Linked DNA regions of Mus musculus: region 1 is linked to region 2. Evidence: chromatin contacts called from public promoter capture Hi-C data. All regions are on one chromosome and are shown on one strand. Each heading gives the region's core, a stretch centred on a gene start, on an enhancer-like site or on the middle of the called end of the contact. The rest is flanking DNA. Distances are from core to core; before and after follow the strand shown. Region 1 holds the start of Fah (fumarylacetoacetate hydrolase). Region 2 holds the start of Arnt2 (aryl hydrocarbon receptor nuclear translocator 2).

The links. Capture Hi-C pulls out chosen DNA fragments and counts their contacts.
Region 1: a promoter capture Hi-C map of pancreatic islet shows a contact between it and region 2. The contact joins the promoter of Fah here to the promoter of Arnt2 in region 2.

The regions. Positions count from the first base shown.
Region 1 is chr7:84,603,062-84,607,633 of GRCm38.p6, forward strand. It overlaps Fah (fumarylacetoacetate hydrolase), which reads right to left and starts at 2,881. Exons shown (of 14, transcript NM_010176.4): 1 at 2,582-2,881. The coding sequence starts at 2,662.
Region 2 is chr7:84,407,621-84,412,411 of GRCm38.p6, forward strand. It overlaps Arnt2 (aryl hydrocarbon receptor nuclear translocator 2), which reads right to left and starts at 2,418. Exons shown (of 19, transcript NM_007488.3): 1 at 2,235-2,418. The coding sequence starts at 2,265.

The sequences.
Region 1 (4,572 bases), core at 1,631-4,130, 200 kb after region 2:
CAGTGCTCAGATCACATGAATGATGGATTTCTTTTATGCCCTGTAAGAGCTCTGCATGGGTTCAGATAATTACAGAGGCCCAAATATCTTGTCAAAGCTGGTCTCTGACCTCACAGCACCGAGCATGTTAGAAGATTTCACCTCCTGGAACTGTCCTAAGCCAGGCTTCCCTGGCACCTGAAGCAGCAGTTTTGCCATATTCTAGGAGATCCACGAGAGTTGAGAGGTGGAATTCTTGGCTGTGTCTGTCTCCGGTGCCTGCTCCTTTCAGTGGGCTAAGACAAGTAGCTACATGGCAGCCACCAGGGGTTAGGGATAGACCAAGGCCACATAATCCTTAGAAGCTTCCCTGGAGAACCTGTATGTTCTCATCTCTGCAATTCCCTGGGCCTCTGTTTCTCCATTCTGCTTCAAAGATCAGAAAGGTAAGTGGATTCAAGTGAGGGATCCACTCAGGTGATGTTCAGGAAAGACCCAGAGGCAATCATCCTATGACTTGCTGAATGCAAGGAGGAACCTTTCTCAGTGTGTCCTCTCTGACCTGATCATAGGCATTATCTGCCTAGTTATATGTGAACAAGGCCTAGCAATTGTATTAAGTCATTTTAGTGCTTTGTAAGCTCCAAGGGAGGAAATTAATGGGTAGTCTTACCCAGCTCAATGCCTATAAATCATGACAATAGCTGGAATACCAAGATATCCACAATGCTGTAATAGTGGCACTTGCATTCTGAGGGTAACCAACAGCTGTCTAATTGGACTCAAGGCCTGTGCTCAACAGGAGAGAATTCAAGCCTGTTACTGTAAAAACCTAGCCAGCTGCCCAATGTTGGAGAGATAATACAGACCCAAGAGGAGAACCTCCTACTGCCATTTTCCTAAACCAATTAAATATACATATCTCTCACCTATCAAAGAAACTTTTTTTTTTCAACAGATGAAATGTAAGAAAAAAAATCATCCTGGGGTGCCCAGCCCCAAGACATAGCTGTAACACTCCTAAAGCTCAGGGAAAATCACCCAAGAGGGAACAGAAAGAATGTAAGAGCCCGAGGCTAGGGACGCCTGTTGATAGGTCACATTCCCTAGACATGTCCAGGAAAATGTACCTAGAAACTCTCAAATTATTATTACGAATAAAAAAGAAACGGCACGGTGGCACACACCTTTAATCCCAGCACTTAGGATACAGAGGCAGGCAATCTCTGAGTTCAAGGTAAACCTGGTCTACAGATTTAGTTCCATGACAGCCAGGGCTACACAGGGAAACCCTGTCTCAACAACAACAACAACAACAACAACCCCCAAAACCCACCACTACCATCAAGTCCCCCAAATAAAACCAAGATAGTAATGGTGATGATGTATGATGTCTAAAAAGTCTCTAACTATTGAAGGACAGTAACTTCAGATTCCCCTGGGAAAGCAACCCACTTACTACCTAGTCCAGTTCTCTCAACGTGCCTGACTGCACAAATGTCCCTGCCTAACCCACTGGAATTCCCAGAAAAGGCTGAGAGCATGTCTGCTGAGGGCAAAGTATCAGAAGAGGCCAGAGGGAGTATTCTACTTCCACAAGGCGGTTGGTTGGCTCAGGTTAAGGCTCCACACACCTCAAACGTGGAAAGGACAACAAGTTAACTCTGTGTCCTTGCAACATCTAGTCATGCCTGGTGGTTGTGAAAGCATTACCTGACTCTTCTGACCAAGGCAATCTGCACAGGCAGGATATGAAAGGACAACAGATGTGGAGAAAGCTATACACTGCCAGGAACCACTTCCTTTCTTTCTTCCTTTTGCTGGTGCATGCCAGCCAAGTACTTTAGAACAATGCTACCTGTCTGTACTGGCAAAGATATTCATACTCCTTTTATGGTGCAAACAGTTCCTACACACAAAGCTGAATCAACACTATAAACAAGCAAAATAAATAAAACAAAAACAAACAAACAACCCTCCCCCCAAAAGCTCAAGCAGAAAATAGCACAAACATTTCAGAGTGATATGCGTTGCCCACCCAAGGATAGGATAGATAACTCAGCTCCACTAAACCATTTGCAAAGATTTCTTTCAAGTCAGACTATGTGTACAAGTCAAAGTTCATTTCTCCTGCCCCATGAGACCTGTGGTTAGTTCAGTGAATGCCTAGCAGTTCACTCTAGAGCAGAAAGAATTTAGGTTAGAGGTAAAAGAAGCCTGTGTCTTAGACCGAAGTTTCTAGGCCAGGAAGTGCTCAGAGGAGTTGCTCGAAATTATGGGAGTCAGCTGGTACTTTCGAGGTTACAGGGTTAAGGACTAAGCAGTGAAGTGAACGACCACCCGCGTTTTGTAAGGAAATTATGCGTCCGTTTTTGGGTCACAATCGCTTAGGCCTGCTGCCCAGGCAGGGGTGATAGCTCCCATTTCTCTATGCTCTGGTTCTTGCACAGGCCCATATATACCCACATATACTTAATTTCCGTAACGTGCACAGCTATGGGTCCTGAGCGGCACTGTAGCCACAGGCGCTCTCCCCGAGGCTCTGGAGAAACTGACCAGAACTCCCACCTCCCGGCTCCCGAGCCCAAAAATCGATGCTCACGTTGCTTTGAGTGGAGAAAACACCATAGGGCAGGTTTTGGATGGGAAAGTCGGAGTCCTCGGCCACTGGAATAAAGGACATGCTGACGAGCACCGGGCAGCAGAGCCCACGGCGGGTAGGGGGTTGGCTAACGGGACTATGCTTAGGGCAAGGATCAGACTAGCCGAGGGCCTTTAGATTCAGGGACCGCCCCGAACCCCGGGCTGCCCTTCCTCCAGCCAATACCCGGTACCACCTGGCACACACCCCTACCCGCCCCACTGGGACCGCCTCCCCACCCTAGTGATTCTTTTAGCACCCGCCCCGGAACCGCCCCACACCCTTCCCTCCTTCCCTACCCTGGGTCCACCCTCCGTACTATCCAGCACCCGCCCCGGGCCACCCCATTCCCACGCCTCTCGACTGTTCCGCATCCTTCCTGGCCAGCCCCTGCCTTGGAACCACCCGGTACCCGCCCTGAGACCACCCCGTTTTCTTCTCGGGCGACCTCTACGAGTCCAGGACCGCCTCATCGGTCTGGATATACAAGACATTCTCCTCATCCTCCCTAGATGTGCCCGGAGCCCTGGGATCTTCCCGCCTTCGCCCCGCCCCAGATGTGCCCGGAGTCCTGGGGTCACCCCACCCTCATCCTGCCCCCGAGATCCCGTCGTGTCCACGCCCTGCCTTTCCCCCTCACCCCACCCCCCCCCATCTCCATCCCGGAACTGTCAGACCGTTCCGCCCCTATGTCTAAACCTCCCCCTTCCGGGTCCAGCACCTGGATCCAGGTATTGGTCTCACCTAAAATGCCCAAGACCCAAAGCCCCGCCCCAGTAGGTGCTTTATTTCCATAATCTCTGAGGCCTCGCCCTTTTGCAAAACCGCCCAGCCTCCCTTATGAGCCAAGCTTTTTCCCTGACCCCACCTCCAGAATGCAAATTGGGATCCACCCAGTGACCCCATTCTTTTGTCTGGGACTGCCTCTGGCTCCTGTGGTGTCACTGGATACTGCAGAGGATTTGTCCCCAGTTCATCTGCCTGTGTAGCCTTGCTCAGTCAGGGTCCAGAGACCTTGCCCTGAGCACTGGTGAAAGATGGAGTTGGAGCCAGCGTCTAGAAGTGTGACACGCCTGCGTTAACGTCTTGGTGTTCTGCCTGTGCTTTCTTCCGTACAGTACTAGTGGGGAAGGGGGTCTACTTCACAGTAGAAACAAGAATTCGATTAGTTAATGATAGTTGACTTCCAAATGAAAGAGCGGGAGGAAGACCTATGGACTCTGGGACCAGAGATGTTAGAAGTTTGGCTAGTTACTGACTAGAAACGTGGGCGTCCATGATAAAGTGAGATCTCACGGGAGTACCCCGCAGACTGGGGCCGTGTTCGTGCAAATGCTTCAGAAACACAATCTGATAAAATAAAAACGGGTTATTTAAATTCTTTTTTGTATTGTGGAGACATGACTTATGGCCTAAACTGTGATCTATTTTAGAGAAAGCTCTGCTGAGAATTTGTGCTTTCTGGCTGTTGGAGGGTGTAATGTTTAATATTGTCAACTTCACTATCATATTTAGAATCACCATGGAATCACATCTCCACGTGTCTGTGTGTTTCCAAAAGGTTAAATGAATGTATGCAGCATCACCTCTTGGACTGGAGGCCTTGAATAAATGATAGGAACATGGAGTTGGATAGCTGTATTCATCTTCTTCTGCTTCCAGGCTGTGATTTAGTGTGATCAGCCTTCTCCCCAACCCTGCGTCATGCCCTCCTAGTTCCCTTCCCTAGTATGGAGGGCCTGTATCGCCTCAAACTATAAGCTTAATCTTTCCACCCTTAAATACTTCTTGTCAAGTATTTGGTCACAGCAATGAGAGTAGTAATGAATACAGATGGAATATTCTGGAGATGTTTGTTAGGTTGGTTTAATCTAAATTGAACTCTAAATCTACTTTATTGAGTTTTAGTCTGTATGACCTACCTACTGATGAGAATGGCGTAGCAAAATCAC
Region 2 (4,791 bases), core at 1,168-3,667:
ATGAGCTGCAGAACCCAATCATGCTGCCTCTTGGTCCATCTAGCTGTATTTACCAAGCTCTCATTCTGGGAGAAGCAAAATCTAGGGGGAGGGTGGAGGTAGGAAGAAAAAAGCTAAAGAATTATCACATGATTTCTGCTTAAGGGAGTGAGCAGTTATCCTAGTGCAAATTTCTCACACAATCTGAACTATCTCTCTTTGTTTCAGATGCTTAACCCTTGAGACTAGCCCTTCTGAGCCAAAGAAGCTACATGCTCACACGGAACAAGACTAAGACATCCCACAGACCCAAAAGCCATCAGAGAGGACCAGTTAAAAGTGGACGATAGAGCAGCTGATCAGTGCAAGAAATTCTCCTTGAGAGATTCTCACAATGCTCAGAATTGCTGGTATTTTTGACTGAGGAAAGATCTGGATATCACAATGTATTAAGGTGGCCAGGTAGTGACTAACAGCACTCCTCCCAAGTCCCAAGGTTTCTATAGCAGAGAGAACAATGTACTGGACAAAGTGGTTCCCAACAGTGATATAACGGTAGATGAGTTACATAAGTCACCTAAGAGCTTGTGCTTTTCCTCAGTAGATTCCGGACTCAACCATCTTCATTATTTCCCTTTGCTTTTTCTAATCGCATTACAGTTTAAGGTATTAATTTTCTATTGATTTCTAAGTATCAGAATAGGTTGAAAGTGCTTCAGTGGTTTAAAAAAAAAAACACAAAAATGACACAGCCGTGTTTCCAAGCCAGCTATCTACCCACTCAGTGTTCCAGACAGAGACTCCATGTCGCCTCTTCTAGGACTGCCTGTTTCAGTTAGTGAGCCTCCTTGACGGGAATTAGAAAGGTTCATCACCTCCTTGTCCCCACAGGCACTTGCCTCTGTCTATTCTGGCTTTCCTCAATTGCCTTTACCTCAAATCTAATGAAGGCCAGATCTCATACTTTGTCTGCCTCCTGGTATTTTCCTTCTCCTCTGTTCAGGCCACTACAGCTAAGTCTGACCTGCAGCACCTGCCTCTTCTCCACGCAGTTCCTGCTTCTCGTCTTCCTATCTTCTGTATCACCTCACCACAGCTGACAAATCAACCTTACAGGAAAGCAGTGATCATGTGGCTCCTCCGTTCAGTACTACTTAAAACTCTCTTTTGATGTAGGAAGAGGAAGCCACAGTCCATGTCTTCCATGGCCCTTTGGACCTAGCCACATCCATGCAACTCAATGTCAGGTCCCTCTGTTTCCTCTCACACCTTACTCACTGGCTTCCAGTGTATGCTTAGAGCATGGCCATCATGACTTCATGACTTATGCCTGTAATGCCTCTCAGTCTGTGTGTCTGCGTTTTCAAACTGTATCTTCTACAAGTTCAGGCTAAAGTGTCCAGAGTCCCCTCAACCTTCCCCGACCAACATGGACAAAGGGGATCTTCCACTCATAACTTACTCTGAAGACATTCTTCTTTCATAAGCACTCTGGTAGTTCACTCCACCTGATCTGGGGCCACACCCAACACAAGACCTCTTCCACTGAGCTTTCCCGGGGTCTAAGCTATTTGACCGTCCCTGCCTCAATCTACAGGGACCTATGATTCTCCAGAACCAAAGCATACAACACAAAACCTAAAACTTGGGAGCGGGAAGGCAGTCACATGTCTATCCTCTCAGCCTTGCATGATAGACAGGGAACTTTGCCAATGACAATAGGGCTCCCCCGCCACATTTCAACAGGAGCCTAACACTCCCACTCATTCCTGAACTCCTTCCATTTTTTTTCTAATCTGACGGCATAAGTCCAAGGGTCACAGGCTGTACCTTCAGCGACATCAGACAATCGGAGAGGGATAGGGCTGCTGAAGGCCATTATTACCAGTTAGGCTTTTCCTGTCCAGAAAGGACTGGGACATATACACTGGCCAGGTGTAAACCCCGCCAAAGACCAGCGTGGGGGAGGCGGGGCCGATAGGCGAAAGAGTCCCAGGAGTTCTGCCCTGTTGAATCCCCGCTTCAAACTTTTCTCTCGCTCAGCGCGACACCTGGCATCCGCTGGCCCCTGTGGCTCTGGAGCCCGCGGGCGAGCATCTAGTTACACGCAGCAGCGGCGGGCGCCGTCAGGACCAGGTTGAGCACCATTCGAGAACGAGGATGCCACGGCCGGTGCTGATGCTGCCGGGCAGCGGCCACTCCCCACCCCGGGGCTGCGCGTCTCAGGCTCGGCCAGAGGCTGGGCCGCTACTCACCCGGAGGGTTGACGGCGGCCGGGGTTGCCATCTTGCCGGGAAGGGACCGGAGCGCCGGGCGGGGGCGGGGGCGGGGACGGGGACCCGGCGCGGGCCAGCGCCGCCGCGGCCGCGCCACACAAAGGAAGGTGCGGGCGGTGCTCCCCGCGCTCCCGCGCTCTCAGAGCGCCCCGCGCTCCTGCCCGCGCTGCTCCCCGCGCCCCGCGCGCTCCCCGTTCCTCTGCGCGCACCCGCGCTCCTCCTTTCCCGGGCCTCCTCCGGGTTCAGCCTTTGTGGTGCGGCTGGGGTGCCGGGCCCGCGGCTCCCGGGTCCGAGCCGTAGCACCGCGAGACTTGGGGCAGCGGGCAGCGGGCAGCGGGACCCTCCTCGGGTCCGCGCAGGTGCCCAGGTTAGAGGCCTCGGCGCACTCCCTATCCGCCCTAGTAGGGTCCCCAGGTATCAGGGACACATCGCCGAGAGGCGCTGTCCCCTCGCGGAGGAGCGGGTGAGCAAAGGACCCATTTGGATGCAGAGGACAACCGGCCTAAGAAACAAAGGCGTCCCAGTGCAACCACTTAGCATGCCAGGGCCGCGCCACTGAGCTCCCGGGCACCCTGGCTAGGGCTGCAGAAGAGGGCCTAAGGGGAGGCACCCAGAAATGCCCAAGGCCACCGTCCCTCCAAGGCACTGGCACACAGCTCCAGCACAGAGTTTGGCTCAGGAATGGAGAGAAGCCAGGGAGGTTTTGAGGACAGTGTCTAGCTCTGCCTTCTTGAGGACATGGCCACTGTCAGCATTTATTAGAGTCCTCTCGAGGGCCTTATTCACACCTCCATACTGAGGTTTTAAGAAGATTTCTAATGGTTTCATCTGCGTATGCTGGTAAAATAAGAGCACGGGATACTTGAAGAGTGGTTTTTCCAGGCAGCCACTGGGATTCCTGGAGGTGATATTCCACAGTAGATGCCCTGATTAGGTGAGATTGGAAGGCTGGTCACACCCCAGGCCAGAATTAAAGGCACTGTGCCTTCTAACACTGATAACATCTGCAAAAAATACCACACTATTTCCAAAGAAGCATGCATGAAATAGGATAGGGAAATGATGATTGGAGTATGTTTTTAAACCATCATTGTCTTTGGAAAAGCGTTTGTCTCTACTGCCCTAATAATAAATCAATTGGACAAACACTGAAAATTCTGAATTCCCGGCACAGACCTGGGTGTTGAGCATACAGGATTGACCTCCTTCAGGGCTGCAGGGCTTCCTGGATAGGAGAGAGCTGGAAGGAAGGACACAAGAGACCACCTGAGTTGGGGCAGCCGCTCTTTGAAGCTTAAACAGAGCCCCTGAAATGTGGTCACTGCTGAGCAAAAGGGACAGAAAGAAGATGACATTGAAAGTCACCTTTGAAGAAATGACTAGAATACAGGGAAGACATTTCAAAGGAAAAAATACACACTGTGCATTTACTTAAGGGGCAGGGGTGGCGGGTGGGTGGGGAGGGGAGGCCCAGACAGAAATGAGGAGAGATGTAGGTTGGAATTTGAAACTCAGCAGGTGTCTAAGTAGAAGGGTCCTGATGTCCAGCCACAAACCAAGTGAGACTCGGTCTCTCTTCTATAGTCCCCCAAATACAACACTCTCAAGCATCCATTACACATATACACACATATATTCTTGTTTGAGATGGAGGATCTCATTACATAGGTTAGGCCAGCCTTGAACTTGTAAGATTCTCCTGCCTTTGCTTCCTGAGTGCTTGGATACAAGTGTGCAGCACCACACCCAATCTCTGAAGTTTCTCAAGGGGAGGAAATACAGCCATTCTCTGTCCCATCAGACTCGCCATCCAGGTATATCTATCTAGTGGAGTCTTTTCTTGGTTCTGTCCATGTAGCTCTGGCCCATGTGCACAGTACACAGCATCACTGCTGAGTTCTCCTTTTCCTCTAACTTTCCACACACCTCAAAAGCAATCAGGTTTCCTTCCTTAACAGATACATAGCAGTCTAGTAACCAATTTAGCCATAACATGTGGCTCACTGGTTCCTCAAACAGGTAACTAACAGTCTCCCTAAAAATAAAACTGTAGCACTGTGTGTGTCATAAACAGATAAGCAGGCATGCTTGGTTGTTGATAAGGTTTTGTAACTATGCTCTTGTCCTTTACCCATTTTCTGAACATTACTGTGTAAATAGTGGTGTGTGTGTGTGTGTGTGTGTGTGTGTGTGTGATGGTATTCATGTGAGGGTCAAATGACAATTTGGGAGAATCTCTTGCCTCCTTGAGAATCTCTTGCCTCCTTCCACCACGTTGGTCCCAGGGATTAAATTCAGTTAGGCTTGAAGACGAGACGAGTGTGTTTTTATCTGATGAACCATTTCATTAGCCCTGTAAGAGAAAAATCTCTGATACTGGATCTCACCTATGTGTCTTCTTGCTTCACTGCAGTAAAGGATAGCTATCGAGTGAGCAACATCTGGGAACCCAAGCACTTTCTTTAGTCTGATTTCTGTCTTGTTCTGTGGTTTGGGGTTTGAATTTCCTAAGGAAGGAGACATTCCATTTTCCTTG